Regions from separate parts of the Mus musculus genome. Here region 2 is linked to region 1. Evidence: chromatin contacts called from public HiChIP or PLAC-seq data. All regions are on one chromosome and are shown on one strand. Each heading gives the region's core, a stretch centred on a gene start, on an enhancer-like site or on the middle of the called end of the contact. The rest is flanking DNA. Distances are from core to core; before and after follow the strand shown. Region 1 has its middle 120 kb from the start of Wls. Region 2 holds the start of Wls (wntless WNT ligand secretion mediator).

What was found. HiChIP or PLAC-seq counts read pairs in DNA pulled down with a chosen protein or histone mark.
Region 2: a RAD21 HiChIP or PLAC-seq map of pro-B cells shows a contact between it and region 1, with 2.9 times the contacts expected there. The contact joins the promoter of Wls here to the enhancer-like site in region 1. A contact is called at or near these places in 5 of 39 promoter capture datasets (the 3T3-L1 cell line, the C10 cell line and embryonic stem cells), 2 of 15 datasets of contacts at CTCF or cohesin (the NIH/3T3 cell line and pro-B cells), 11 of 484 Hi-C or Micro-C datasets (the C2C12 cell line, the HL-1 cell line, cortical neurons and 5 more), 10 of 115 datasets of contacts at active chromatin or transcription factors (the NIH/3T3 cell line, the SCID.adh cell line, a colorectal cancer cell line and 5 more) and 3 of 9 other capture datasets (adipose tissue, embryonic stem cells and pancreatic islet).

The regions. Positions count from the first base shown.
Region 1 is chr3:159,719,878-159,727,835 of GRCm38.p6, forward strand. No RefSeq gene overlaps it. Among named protein-coding and RNA genes, the nearest start is that of Wls, 120 kb to the right of the region's middle. Within about 2 kb of position 4,869, at least 4 of the 459 cell types and tissues checked have an H3K27ac peak or open chromatin away from gene starts, as enhancers often do. A contact at or near this core is called in pro-B cells, where this site is marked.
Region 2 is chr3:159,836,128-159,844,085 of GRCm38.p6, forward strand. Wls (wntless WNT ligand secretion mediator) reads left to right here and starts at 3,523. Exons shown (of 12, transcript NM_026582.5): 1 at 3,523-3,920. The coding sequence starts at 3,815.

The DNA of each region.
Region 1 (7,958 bases), core at 3,619-6,118:
GGAAGAAGTCAAAATATCACTTTTTGCAGATCATATGATAGTATATATAAGTGACCCTAAAAATTCCACCAGAGAACTCCTAAGCCTGATAAACAACTTCAGTGAAGTAGCTGGATATAAAATTAACTCAAACAAGTCAATGGCCTTTCTGTACACAAAGGATAAATAGGCTGAGAATGAAATTAGGGAAACAACACCCTTCTCAATAGTCACAAATAATATAAAATACCTTGGCGTGACTCTAACTAAGGAAGTGAAAGATCTGTATGATAAGAACTTCAAGTCTCTAAAGAAAGAAATTAAAGAAGATCTCAAAAGATGGAAAGTTCCCCCATGCTCATGGATTGGCAGGAACAACATTGTAAAAATGGCTATCTTGCCAAAAGCAATCTACAGATTCAATGCAATCCCCATCAAAATTCCAACTCAATTCTTCAACGAATTAGAAAGGGCAATCGGCAGAATCATCTGGAATAACAAAAAACCGAGGATAGCAAAAACTCTTCTCAAGGATAAAAGAACCGCTGGTGGAATCACCATGCCTGACCTAAAACTGTACTACAGAGCAATTGTGATAAAAACTGCATGGTACTGGTATAGTGACAGACAAGTAGACCAATGGAACAGAATTGAAGCCCCAGAGATGAATCCACACACCTATGGTCACGTGATCTTTGACAAGGGAGCTAAAACCATCCAGTGGAAAAAAGACAGCATTTTCAACAAATGGTGCTGGCACAACTGGCGGTTATCATGTAGAAGAATGCGAATTGATCCATTTCTATCTCCTTGTACTAAGGTCAAATCTAAGTGGATCAAGGAACTCCACATAAAACCAGAGACACTGAAACTTATAGAGGAGAAAGTAGGGAAAAGCCTCGAAGATTTGGGTACAGGGGAAAAAATCCTGAATAAAACAGCAATGGCTTGTGCTGTAAGATCAAGAATTGAGAAATGGGACCTCATAAAATTGCAAAGCTTCTGCAAAGCAAAAGACACCGTCAATAAGACAAAAAGGCCACCAACAGAATGGGAAAGGATCTTTTCCTATCCCAACTCGGATAGGGGACTAATATCCAATATATATAAAGAACTCAAGAAGGTGGACTCCAAAAAATCAAATAACCCCATTAAAAAATGGGCCTCAGAGCTGAACAAAGAATTCTCACCTGAGGAATACTGAATGGCAGAGAAACACCTGAAAAAATGTTCAACATCCTTAATCATCAGGGAAATGCAAATCAAAACAACTCTGAGATTCCACTTCACTCCAGTCAGAATGGCTAAGATCAAAAACTCAGGTGACAGCAGATGCTGGCGAGGATGTGGAGAAAGGGGAACACTCCTCCATTGTTGGTGGGATTGCAATCTTGTACAACCACTCTGGAAATCAGTCTGGTGATTTCTCAGAAAATTGGACATAGTACTACCGGAGGATCCCGCAACACCTCTCCTGGGCATATATCCAGAAAATGTCCCAACTGGTAAGAAGGACACATGCTCCACTATTTTCATAGCAGCCTTGTTTATAATAGCCAGAAGCTGGAAAGAACCCAGGTGCCCCTCAACAGAGGAATGGATACAGAAAATGTGGTACATTTACACAATGGAGTACTACTCAGCTATTAAAAAGAATGAATTTATGAAATTCCTAGCCAAATGGATGGACCTGGAGGGTATCATCCTGAGTGAGGTAACCCAATCACAAAGGAACGCGCACAATATGTACTCACTGATAAGTGGATATTGGCCCAGAAACTTAGGATACCCAAGATATAAGATACAACTTGCCAATCGCATGAAATTCAAGAAGAACAAAGACCAAAGTGTGGACACTTTACCCTTTCTTAGAAATGGGAACAAAACACCCATGGAAGGAGTTACACAGACAAAATTTGGAGCTGTGACGAAAGGATGGACCATCTAGTGATTGCCATATCCAGGGATCCACCCCATAATCAGCTTCCAAGCGCTGACACCATTGTATACACTAGCAAGATTTTGCTGAAAGGACCCAGATGTAGCTGTCTCTTGTGAGACTATGCGGGGAGCCTAGCAAACACAGAAGTGGATGCTCACAGTCAGCTATTGGGTGAGTCACACGGCCCTCAATGGAGGAGCTAGAGAAATTACCCAAGGAGCTAAAGGGAACTGCAACCCTATAGGTGGAACAACAATATGAACTAAGCAGTACCCCGGAGCTCTTGTCTCTAGCTGCATATGTATCAAAAGATGGCCTAGTCGGCCATCACTGCAAAGAGAGGCCCATTGGACTTGCAAACTTTATATGCCTCAGTACAGGGGAACGCCAGGGCCAAAAAGGGGGAGTGGGTGGGTAGGGGATTGGGGGGATGGGTATGGGGGACCTTTGGGATAGCATTGAAAATGTAAATGAGGAAAATACCTAACATATATATATATATATATATATATATATATATATATACATATATATATTGGAAGAAAGGAAGAAAAAAAAAGAAATCTTTTGGGCCAGGTCAACACAGTTCAAATTACTCCCAGCAACTAAGTCTTCCATAGTCTTACTAGGATGACCCATTAAGTCCCATTTAAAGCATTCCATTGCTTTCCAAGTACAAAGTCCCAAAATCCACATCCTTTCAAATAAAAACATGGTCAGGCCTATCACAGCAAATCCCCACTCCTGGCACCAACTCTGTCTTAGTTAGGGTTTTAGTGATGTGAACAGACACCATGACCAAGGCAAGTCTTATAAAAAACAACATTTAATTGGGGCTGGCTTACAGGTTCAGAGGTTCAGTCCATTATCATCAAGGTGGGAGCATGGCAGTATCCAGGCAGGCATGGCGCAGGAGGAGCTGAGAGTTCTATGTCTTCATCCAAAGGCTGCTAGTGGAAGACTGACTTCCAGGCAACTAGGGTGAGGATCTTATACCCATGCCCACAGTGACACACCCATTCCAACCAGGTCACACCTATTCCAACAAGGCCACACAGTCAGATGGTGCCACTCCCTGGTCCAAGGATATACAAACCGTCACACTGTTCTATATGCCTCTTATACCTTTGCAGGCACCTTCTTCTTTAAGTTAAGAAAACATTCTGATTTTGTTGAAAATATTTTCTGGGCCTTTAATATGGATTTCCTTCTCCTTTCTCTGTTCCTATTACTTGATCTTTCCATAGTATATCAGATTGATGTTTTGTGTCAGGAATTTTTTAAATTTAATGTTCTCTTGATCTGATATATATTCTTATTACCAGTTGGAACATCTTCTGGGTATATGCCCAGGACAGGTATTGCTGGATCTTCCAGTAGTACTATGTCCAATTTTCTGAGGAACCGCCAGACTGACTTCCAGAGTGTTTGAATCTTATATTCAAAGCTTGAGATTCTCTTGTCTATCTCTTGTATGTATGCTAATCATGAAACATAATTTTGTAGTTTCTCTTTGCATTTCTATATTCTTCATTTTCAGAATTCCCTCAGTTTGGCTTTTCCTTATTGATTGCATTTCCATTTTCAAGTCTTGGACAGTTTTATTTATTTCCTTTCACTGTTTGTTTGTAATGTCCTAAACTTCTTTCAAGGTGTATTCATTTCTTTAAGAACATTTACCACATTCATAAAAGCTGTTTTAAAGTCTTATTCTTGTTCTTCAGATATGTGGAGATATTCAGGGTCTGCTGTGGTCAGGTTGTTTGGCTCTAGTGGAGACATATTGCCTGGCTGATATTGGTTATATTTTTATGCCAGTGTATAAGGTGTCTGGTTCCCTAGTAAGAGTTGATTTAAAAACTAACATTTTTTTCAGTAATCATAATATATTCTTGGTGCACTTAGTTTTAGATCAGTTTATATCTCATATAATGAAAAGAAAATGACTTTGCCACTCTTGAGTTTTATTTTCTCATTTTTAAATACAATGCATATTCTGCAAGGCTGCCATGATGATCACATACAAACAAATTATGGAATGTGCCCAACAGGGAGCTAGATGAACTAGCACCCACATGGTGTTTTACAACCATCTATAACTCTAGTTCCAGGCACAAAGTAACAATGTGGGGCACAAACATGCATAAGGCAAAATACACACACACACACACACACACACACACACACACACAAAGAATAAATCTAAAAAAAATAACTCTGGTGGGGAGGTGCTGGAGAGATGGTTTGGTGGTGAAGAACATGTATTGTTCTTTTAGAGGACCTGAATTCAATTCCCAGCACCCATATTAATTCCAGCCCTCTGGAAGACCAGACACCTCTATCTTCAACATCACCCCACCTACACATAATTAAAAATAATTAAAATAAAATTTAAAATATCATATGGGATAAATAACAAAGGGGCAGTAGGAAAAGGTGGAGTGGATAGTAAGTGAAGTTTAGGTACAAAGGTACAAAGAGGTTGGGCTTTTCCTGAGAGCCAAGACCTGAAAAAATTCTGTTTTTAACAAACAATAAAGGTAGAGAAGTGATGAGTATGCCTTTTTTGACTTGTTTTTCACCACTGAAGCAGCTCTCAAGCTCCCCATACACTATTTTTTAAAGCCACCTTCTAAAAGCTGCATATGTAGCAGAAGATTGCCTAGTCGGCCATCATTGGGAAGAGAGGCTCCTTGGTCTTGCAAACTATATATGCCCCAGTACAAGGGAACACCAGGGCCAAGAAGTGGGAGTGGGTGAGTATTGGAGCAGGGCAGGGAGAGGGTATAAGGAACTTTCTGGATAGCATTTGAAATGTAAAAAAAGAAAATATCTAATAATAATAATAAAAAAAAAAAAAAGAGGAAGAAGAAGCAGAACAAAAGCCTGCCTTGGGTAGGTTAGGTACATACATCTTTTGACCACTAGCTGGCAGGATTGCTATACATAGTGCACTGGTTATTCCCCATTTTCTAGTCGGTCCTAGGAGCTACCCTGGACTAAAGCAAACAAAGTAGCCACTTACTGTTTAAAGGAACTGCACTGCTTTGTCTCAAGCCCAGAAGAAGGTCTGAAATTCCAGAAGACAGTTCCTATCACATACTTCAGTTAAAGGCTCTAGGTTACCACAACACCTGAACACCAAGTTACCCTGGTGTGAAGCTGGTGCTACCTCTCAAGAAGCATGCTTCCTAAGATATTTGTGAAAATTTAGAATTGGGGCTTATGTACACAGACAAGTCACTTTACCTCTAATCTTTAGTTTTTCTGTATTGTAAATTGAGTATATAGTAAGTCCTTAAACCTTTTAGGAACCTCCTAATGCAATAGTACAGAATGGTGGGGGGGGGGGGGGTTAGGAGAACAGAGGCGCCTTTATGAACACACAGGATTGCCTACTTTTTTGATACCAGTTGGATTCAAGACAAAATACCCACAAATATTGTACCTTGGATTTCGAAAAGATGTCAGAAGCAAGATCGTTCTTTTTTTCCTTAACCCTTTTCCTCTGAAGCAAGTCAGAAAGGCCTCAGTCCAGAGATGCCTTTCTACAACCAGAGGATACTCAAAAGGCATGGAGGCAACCTGAACAAACAAGGTTCATCAAGTTCCTCCAGTCTGTCCCTGCTAATTTTTTTCTCCACTAAGTCAGCATGAATACTTAATAGCTTCCCTACTATATGAGTCTTCATCTCAGAAGGCCCCTGGGTCACACAAATTATATTAAATAAATTCATTCGAATGATTTTCTCTTATTAACATGCCTTTTACTATAGACTTCCCAACACTGACCCTGATAAGGTTCAGAAAAGTTTTTTTTACCCCCATAAACCTAAGACTATTTCCTGAGTTTCCTTTCCTAAAATATGGTGGAGAAAAAGAAACAAAAACAAAAAAATCAAAAACAAAAAAACCACAGCAGTATCTGTGACAAAAATCTCACAACATTTTTCTGAGAATAAAATGAAATAAAACAATGAAGGTGGCATAGAATTCTTAACAAATCTTTATCCTTGATTTGGAAAATGAAAAACAGCCCTATTTGCCCCAATTATTAAAAATTGTGTACTAATATTCTTTATACCTTCTGCAAATGAATTTTCTATTTTACCACTGCTATTTTTCTGCAGTGGCAAAATTTTAATAACAAATTATTGACCACTTTAACTATCATGGGTTGACAGCTGTGGATAATGAGTATACTCACACAGCCATGCACTGAGAATAGCAACATATGAGAGAAGACCATGAATTGACCACATTTCCTCCAGCCCAGTTCAAAAGAGGTGGTGGCATGCAATAGACAACAATGATCTTTACTTATATATATAGGAAACTCTCATCTGTTTTGCTGTATGTTTCTTGACAACTTTTTAAGAGTAATCTAATGGTATAATAACATTGCTTTTTCAATCTTTAGACTTCCCTGTCTCTCATCTCTTTTTTGTCCTCTTTGCTTTTACTCTGTCTCTATTTTCCCCTCATCTTTCTCCCCTTCTTTCTCTCTCCAACACCATTCTGGGTCATGTGATATACAGATAGAAAACAATTTACTCTTCATAAAAGAAACCAGTCTTTGAGTGAACCTGATAAAGCATTCTGTGCATGCATGTGTGCATGCATGTGTATGTATGAATAGTCATGTGTGCTGCACAAAATATACAACAAACCCCAAGTAATAATGTTGAGTATAAATCCAGTGTCACAATGCTTTTGATTTCAACTTTGCATACAGAAAGCCTCAAATTCCTCCATTTAGGTCACCTATTTGGAAATGTAGTGCCTTTTACTTGTAACAGAGTATGACTAGAGGACCTAAACTAACTTACTTAAAGAACTTTCTTACAAGGGAGATAAATCACTAAGAAGCTCTGCTGGTTTGAATAAGAATGATCCCCATAGGCTCATCATATATTTGAATGCTTAGGCATCAGGGAGTGGCACTATTTGGAAAGATTAGAAGTTTTAGGAGGTAAAGCCTTGTTAGCTGGTGGAAGTGTGTCACTGGCAGGGTGTGGGGGTGAGGGACTTTGAATTTTCAAAACTCCATGCCAGGTCTAGTCTCTCACCCACTTCTTTCACATCAGTATGTATCTCTTAGCTACTTCTCCATTCCATGCCTGCCTGCTACCATACTACCTGCCATGATGAGCGTGGACTAAGTCTCTGAGGAAGTCCCCAGTTAAGTCCTTTCTTTTTACAAGAGTTTCTTGGTCAAGGTGTCTCTTCCTAGCAATAAAACAGTGACCAAGTCACCAGCTAGTACATGCATTTGGTCCATATGAATGATGACCCTGAAATGCAACTAACAAATTACCATAATTTTCCAATCACATTTGACTTTATTTAGCGTGACTTGTTTATGACATTCATGTGTGTGTGTGTGTGTATGTATGTATGTATGTATGTATGTGTATGCAGTTTCCCCTCCCTCCATTTCCTAATAGGCCCCACTACATCCCCTCTACCCTAGCCACTCCTTCCCCCTTTCTCTTCAGATAAAAAGAGGCCTCCCATGGGTATCATCCAGTCTAGGCATATCAAATTGCATTAGTACTAGGTGCATCTTCTCCTATAGAGGCTAGACAAGGCAGCCCAGTAGGAGGAAAGGGTCCCAATGGCAAGCAACAGAGTCAGAGATAGCTCCCATTCCTGATGTTAGGGGTCCAACATAAAGATCAAGCTTCACACTTGTTACATATTTGCAGAGGGCCTCTGTCATGAATTCTCTGTTTAAATCTGTTCCTGGATTTTAGTTGGGTTATTTGGTTTGTTGATGTCTAGTTTCTTGGGTTCTTTATATATCTTAGATATGAGCCCTCTTTCAGATGTGGAATTGGTGAAGATCTTTTTTCATTCTTTAGACTACCATTTTGTTCTTTTGATGGTGTCATTTGCCTTACAGAAACCATTCAGTTTCATCAGGTCCCATTTATTAATTGTTGGCCTTAGTGCCTGTGCGATTGTTCTGTTCTCTCCAGGAGGTTGTCTCCTGTGTCAATGTGTCCAAAGCTATTCACCACTTTCTATTCTATTA
Region 2 (7,958 bases), core at 2,273-4,772, 110 kb after region 1:
AATGCTTTTAACTACTTAACTACCTCTCCAGACCCTATACTGGAATCATCTCTCTGATGACTCAAAATAAACATTTCTTTGATGGATGGGGGCAACTGTGTGTGTACATGTACGTGTGGGGGGGTGATGGTTACATACCCACACACATATGTACAGAGGCTAGTGAAGAACATACATGTCTTGCTCTATCACTCTTAATCCTCATCCCCTTGACAAAGGGTCTCCCACTGTACTTGGAGCCAGGCTGGTAGCTAGCAAACCCCAATAATATCCTTTTCTCTGCCTTCTACAGTGCAAGAGTTACAGGCATGTGCATCCATAATTGGTTTTGGTTTTGTTTTGTTTTGCTTTGTTTTTAATCTATATGCTAGGGGTTCAAACTCAGGTCATTCATACTTTCTCTTACACACTGAGCCATGTCTCTCTGTTTCAGGGAGCAATTTTTTTAATGTTGTTTTTTTTTTTTTTTTTTTTTTTTTTTTTTACAAGTACTATTGTCAAGTGGAAATAATCTTCTGGTCATCTTCAAAAGTGTGCTTCAAAAAGTGTGTTTGTAGGCTGGTTGTGGTGACACACACTTGTAATATCATCATCTAGGAGTCCAAAACAAGAAGGTCATGAGTATACAGCAACTTTAATAAATAGCAAGATAATACTTATTAAAAATATTCATAACATGATCAAATGTTATATCTGAGAAACAACTAATCTCTGATTAGCCTTACTAGTTTTTTTTTTTTTAAGAGAAAAACTCATATATCTTAGGCTGGCCTCAAATTCCATATATGAAGGATGACTTCTGATCTTCTTGATCTTCCCTGTTGAGTGCTGGGATTACAGATGTGTGCCACCATACCCAGTTTATGCACTGCTAGGATTAAAACTAGGGTTTTGTGCATGCTCAGAAAGCACCAGAGTTTCTAGCTTTCTTTCTTTGATCAAGATTATTGATTCAATTGTTGTGTCTTCTTATACACTTATATAAGTGTCTATACCTTGTAAGAACATACCATACGCTTGGTATTATTATCATTTTTCTTTTATAGGTGAGAACATTGAGCCTTGGAGCGCACTATTAACTATAATGTACTGTAGTTTCACACAGCAGGGGCAGGAATCTAGATTCCATTCCAGGAAAAACATTTAAGCCTTTTTTCTACATATTTATGTTATCAAATTGGGAAATGAATTTTGATAGTCATTATTAATATTTACAAAGACAACAGAAACTGAAATTTAAAAGCATCTCATGGAGAAACTCCTATCACAAAACCCACTCTATGAGAAAAGAATAACACATTTACTCAAAGCTTTCCATTATATATGCAAAGAAACCTATTCAAGACCAATGATACATGGAAGGTAACTGTAATGGTTTGAATGAGATTGCCTCCATAGGCTTATGTATCTAAACACTTGTTTCTCAATTGGTAGAACCTTTTGTTCTGTTTTGTGTTGTTTTGTTTTGTTTTGGGAAGGAGGAAGAAATGTGGTCTTATCAGAGAAGAGTTTTCACCAGGGGTAGAATTTGAAGTTTCAAACGGCTCAGGGATTCCCTGTTATCTTTCCCTCTCCCTCCTACTTGGGAATCAACTGTTCCTTTGCCATACCTTTACTCTAAAATCATGAACTCTCACTCACTGGCACTGTAAGTCCATATAAACTCTTTATTCTAGAAATTGTCAAGGTCATGATGTGTTATCATGGATATAGAAAAGTAACTAAGACTCTATCTGATTTTATGCTTAGGCTTGATGAAGCAGGGACGGTGATATAAAAAGATGATTCTTAAAGGGCCATGAGCCAATTGAAATGAACACTTCAGTTTTAGCAATCCCATTATCCAGTTTCCAGCAGGATCCCTATGGAATAAGGATATCAATTTCTTCCTCCCTTCCCTCCTTTTTCCTTTTCCTTCCTTCTTTTTCTCTCCTCCTCCTCCTCCTCCTCCCTCTTTCTTCTTCTTCCTCTCTCTCTCTCTCTCTCTCTCTCTCACACACACACACACAGCAATTACAATTTGGAAAATCATTATACAGTGAATCACAACTACCCTGTAGTTCCTTCAGAATACTCTTGAAGTTTTGATATAATCTCTAGTGCTCAGGAAGGAAAAGAAAACACATTAAGATTGTAAGCAAATGTTGGACAAGTAACTGAAGGAAGAAGAGGACAGTAAATAGTTCCTCCACAGGAAGATGACAAGAAGCAAGAAATCAGGTATGCTGGTGGCTTTGGAAACCTGTACTGGGAGGCCAGGAGGTACCTTTATAAAGCTAATGTGTGATTTGAGTTGCATTGGCTAAATAGACAGTTTATGAAACATGGAAAAACCAGGCCCTGGAGTTTGGGTCAGCCTTATCAAGAAATCTCTTAAGATCACCACTTTTCCTTGGATGTAGTGTATCAATATAAGTAAATCTCTCAAAGAGCTAACATTCTCTTTCCTCCTCTGCCTTCCATGGGGTTTGAATCTAGGACCTCAGATCAAGTTAAACAAGAGGCCCAGATCACTTTTTAGTTTTTGTTTTGAGATAGGGTCTCTAAAATTATCCAGGTTGGTCGTAAATTACTAATCCTCCTGACTCAGCCTCCTAGTAGCTGTGACCACCCACCTGAAACTCTAACTGGTACTATTTAACATGTATACTACCTACCCAACTAAAGTCCTTTAGGCTTTTTAAATGCAAGCTGTGGGCTTGCTTAAACATTCACTCATTTATTCATTCCACCAAAGTTCATGCAGGGTCTCCTAGTGTGAGAATTTTGTTAGGCACTGAGGGGTGGGGGCAGATACAAAGAGAATTGAACTTGGTCCCAGTCTCCCAGAAATTTACAGCTTAGTAATGGAAACAAATGTGCATTCATAAGACCTTATAGAAGGTGAAAATGTGAGAGCATGATTGGAGGGGATCGACCCTTGGAACATAAAGGTGGTGTAAAAAACCAAAACAAGAATTTTAAAACAAGTCGAGTTTTCAATGAACTTTAAAGCGTTTAGGTAATAGTCAACACCAAGACTGGCAGTCCAGGGTAGAGTAAGGAACAGACGTTTGATTTGTCTGGATAATAAGGCTCTTGAAGGGCCGTGTAATGAGGAATTTAGCGGGTTATAATTCCAGGATAGGGCAAGGCAGAAGGTACCAGAACAGAGACCTTATTTCTTCTCTTTATACTTTGACTTAACTTCATTAGACTCCTTTTTAAAATTCACCTCTTTCCTAGCGTTCAAATGGCTGGTGGTGGGGTGGGTTCAACATGTAAGTTAAGGGTTTGCAAAGAGGCCCATGAGTAACTTAAATCCCATACTTTGGGAACCCGAAAAGGAAACATGGTAGAGACTGCGTATGCCAAGCCCATTTAACAACACCAGCCACCCGACCCCCCTCAAGATGTTAGCTGTTGCCGGGGCAAGCTGCAGGCCAGACCTGAGGGCGGGTAGCCAGAGCTGGCGGGAGCTGAGATCCCTGAACTGGCGGGCCAGGGTTGAGGAAGAGAGGGAGGGAGGGAGGGAGGAAGCGCGAGAGGGAGGGAGGAAGAAAGAGAGGGAGGCGTGTCATGTGATCCGCTTCCCTGCTTCTTTAAGCGTCCACTGGCTGCCGGGCGGCCGCAGTCTCAGCTCTGGGCATCTGGGGAGCCCAAGCGGCTTCGCCCAGGCATCCGCGCGGGCGCCTGCGGTCTGTCCCACCTCCTCTGCTAACGCACCCTTGAAGTTTTGCAGCACCAGGAAAAGAGGGCAAGGAAGAAGGAGAGGGGAAGCGAAAGCATACCCTAAAACATTTACTTAAAGGAGAAAAGAAAGGGGGTCGCAGAAATGGCTGGGGCAATTATAGAAAACATGAGTACCAAGAAGCTCTGCATTGTTGGAGGGATTCTTCTGGTTTTCCAAATCGTTGCCTTTCTGGTGGGAGGCTTGATCGGTAAGTGTGAGAGCTGCAAACTTTCCCCTTTCCCTTTCTTCGGCCCTTCCCTCTTTTGCCTCTTGGGCTACTTGTTACAGTATCGCTGCCTTGCCTCTATGATCTAATTAGTCCGGCTATTGTGCTTAAGAAAGCAGAGCTCCATGGGGCTCCATGGGGCACAATCCAGTCTAGTGGCAAAGAGAAAAGGAGGGGAAAAGTTTTGGCCTAGTTTCAGTATCCACTTGAAAGGCAGGAGGGGGTGGGGGTGGATCTTAAGCATGGCGACGGATCGCGAGGAAGTGCTGGGTCGCAAAGTTGATTGCTCCCCGTGCTCTTTCCCTCGCCCGCCCCCCTTTCCCTCTCGGTTCCCTTCCAATCAGCACCGGGAGGGCAACGTAATCGACTTTATTAGGAATAACAGGGGAGTCGGGAGCTAAGCCCTGTGCCAGCCGCGAGCTGTTACTGGCTGTGGCTTGTGTAAATGCATTAGGTTGTCTCGGCGAGGGACTAGAGCTGGTTTTAGGGTCTCAACCTTTAAGCCCTTGGCTTCCATGCCGCCACCCCACCCATCTCTGGCGGTGGACTTGTTTGAACTGAGGACTCATAGAGTGGTTTGGGAGAGTCCTGGCCCTCTCAGCACGAACTTGGAGAGGGCGTAGGAGAAAGCCTGTCTGAAAGGTGTTGCTTTTGCCTCTTGTCCCCTCTGCCATCTCCCCTCCCCCTCTGCTTTGAGCCCCAAGATCCAGTGAGTCTGAAGCCTGAGGTCCTCCCCTGGCGCCAGGAGGATGTTTCCTGCTCCCTCCTGGGCTGCCCTCAGGTGACAGCTCCCAGGCGCCAGGGAGACTTTCTCAGTGCGCACCAAAAAAAAAAAAAAAAAAAAAGGCTTCGAACGTAACTGACCTTCTGCCTTAGGATCCACTCGGAAAACTCAACTTACTCCTACTGTCTTTTCCACCTCATGTCCCTTTCTCCTCAAGGTTCCGGACATCCTTGGACAAACTTCAGTGCCAACTTCGGAGCGGGCGCTGCTGGGCAGCTTAGCTTCCTTGGGGCTGGCTGTTGCTCTTGGCTGGGTGGAAGAGCTCAAGCAGGGGTCTGTGCTTCTTGAGGGAGTCCCTGGGCAGCGCAGGAGCTCCCTTGAGGGGGTGAGAGTAGTGGGTACGGTGTTTTTCCTATAGACTAGGGTGTGTTGGGTTAGCATTCCAGAGTGTCTGGTAATGGCAATCTTTGTAACACCAGGCTAAGTGTTTTAAACAAAGGAGAGGAGAAGCTTCAAGAAGGGAGTTCTGAGGAGGTCGAGTACACATTTCTAAGCCTCTGTCCTCCATATGGGCAAAGCACACAGAAACACACACACACACACACACACACACACACACACACACACACACACACACACAGCTTTTGTTTCGTTACGCCATGTACAATCTCTTTTTCTCTGAATTGGATTTTCCAGGCTCTTAATACTTCTCTGCTGGGAGCTGTAGGCAGAAGCAGTCTCAGTGATTACACCGCGGTTACAATTACACCTCTTGTTTCCCTTGATGAGCAGTTGCAGTTGGATGCTATTGGATCTTGTGTGATTTCAGTGGCAGACCATCATAAAATTTCTTGCACCTTGTGCTTTCAGGATTAAATTGGCCTATTATCCTTGCCTGACCTTCTCCTTTGAGGTTTTTTGCACACAGTAAACCATTACAGTTTCCTGTAGCTGCACCCCACCCCACCCCACGAAGCTGATGTGGGCCCACATACCTCTTGGTTCCTGTAGTAGGTTCCCTATAGCACTTCTGGAACTAGCATGTTTTCTGGAACCTCACCATTACAGTGGAGATCCCAAAGACCCCCTGCAAGTGTTTGCTGGACATTAGAATTACCAGTTAGAGCAGTTGTTTGCTCAAATTAGGGTTGTTTGAAGTAGGAAGTAAGTAGTGCTAAGGTTGTTCCCAACCCACCCCATCTAAGGTAGAACTTGGTTAATGAAGCTGCAGGCCCTGCCTAAATAGATTTTCCTAACTTAATACACTACGTTAGTTCTAACTTTTCTTAGAAAAGAAACATAACATTTCTTGGAGGAAGTTTTTATATAACTTTACTTTGTATCACTGTTTTACCTTCCTTCTCTCCCAGCTGCAGTAATTGTTCTCAGTTCTGGTACTGAGACTTAACAGATTATATGTAGCCTACACTAAATAGTGTTTTAGTTTTTACTTCTTTCACTTGCAGAGTAGCATTTTTTTTTAATCTTAAATACATTAAGGTAACCTAGGCTCTCTTATGACCTAAATACAGGAAATGGATATTAACAAGAGGTACATGCTATTTTTTCCACTCAGCTTCTCTAAATTGAAAGTAGATGAAGCTGTTCAGAGTGGACTAGTACAAGCAGTTCTTGAAATTACAGGAGCTAGAGCAGAGCTCTACTATTCAATCCCACTGCTACTTATGGGGTCAGGCATACTGATGATAAAGTAGTCTTCCTAAGGTTCCTTCTGAACTGTAGCCACTCTGATACTTTTGGATCCATGCCCCTCCGAGAAACTCAGGGGAGAAAAATACTATGGGAAAGCTCCTCATTGGAAATACATGACATAAACAAAAACAAAAGTACTCATGCCCTAAACAGCCATAGCAAATCATGAATCTCAAAGTGGCCAGGCAAGTCACTTAACCAATAGACTTATCTCCTTACTGGTAGATAAATGAGTTTAAAAACTCTTTCACCTCTGATTGTATAACTCTTTTAGTATTCAGAATTTTATATGACATTTGGATTAATATTCAGTTGTAGCCTCATAAAATCAAGGGGAAATTTTTAAAAGAAGCCATAAAAGCAAATAGAAGGGATTTGGCTAGGTTTATTTCAAATCCCCTGTATCCTAAAGGCTTTCTTACCTAACTTGTTCATTTGCTTTCTGGCTGGCTTTGTGGGTTTTTTTGGTACTAGTGTCTGTATATATTGTTGGACTTTTGATAACTTCAGTAAGGAATATCATATTTGGTAGAACTTGGTAGATTTATAAATTTATTCATTTATGGTTTTGTTAAATATTTGAGACACTATAAATTAGATATCTTTTTTATGCATTCAGTAAACTTCCTAAGTGGCTAGCTTTTTAGATGTATTTAATATTTAAGAACTTCAAAAAGGAAAACAAAATGTTTTGAAAGGTACAGCTTAATCTTACTTTCCTGAAAACCAGACCTGAAAAATACTAAGATAATTTTTCTTTGTTTTCATGCTTGATGAACTTAGTTCACGGAAAACCAGCTGTTGGGTAGTAGAAGGAGTGAAAAGAGACCATGTGACGAAACAAGAGTACAGCCCACTAAAAATCACGAACTGGGTTATCTGGCACATCATGCGTATAGACTCACCTCAGATTAATCATTTCTGGTGCTATGATGTTTGAAGAATCATGTTGCTGTTTCACCTAATTCTAAAATTATGAATAGAGCAGAGATCACAACTGGGCAGAATAGATTATGGTTAAATTATTTTAAGCAAATCTACTAATAAGAATATTTCAAACTTAAATTTCAAGTAAAAGTAAACAAATCACCCGTTATAATTTCTTTGGGAAGTTGCATTGTTCTGTCAAAAGTTACATGAGTGTCCTCCTTTTTAAATGCTGAGGATATAATAATGTGTTTAAGACATATATATGTGCATATACAGTTATCACATTTTCTCAAATAGCCCTGTCAAGGATGCAGAACTCTCCATTATTCTGTTACTAAGTGGAAACTGTTGATGGTCTTGATTGTTATCCATTCATATAAGCATTTGTCTGCTGTAGTTATTCATTTGAAAGTTGCATAAATTTGAAAAGTTAAGTGAAATCGTGGATAAAAAGGGTGCATAGTTGTCAGTACATTAGATTTTAATTTTGCTGTATATAGTACATTTATTGCATATATTACATATATGTAATTACATATATTAAATATTAAATATATTACATACAGTCTTGTATCCCAGGCTGATTTCTCACTGGCTAAGGGCGATCTCCAACTCCTGAACTTCTTTCTTTATCCCAAATTCTGGAAATATAG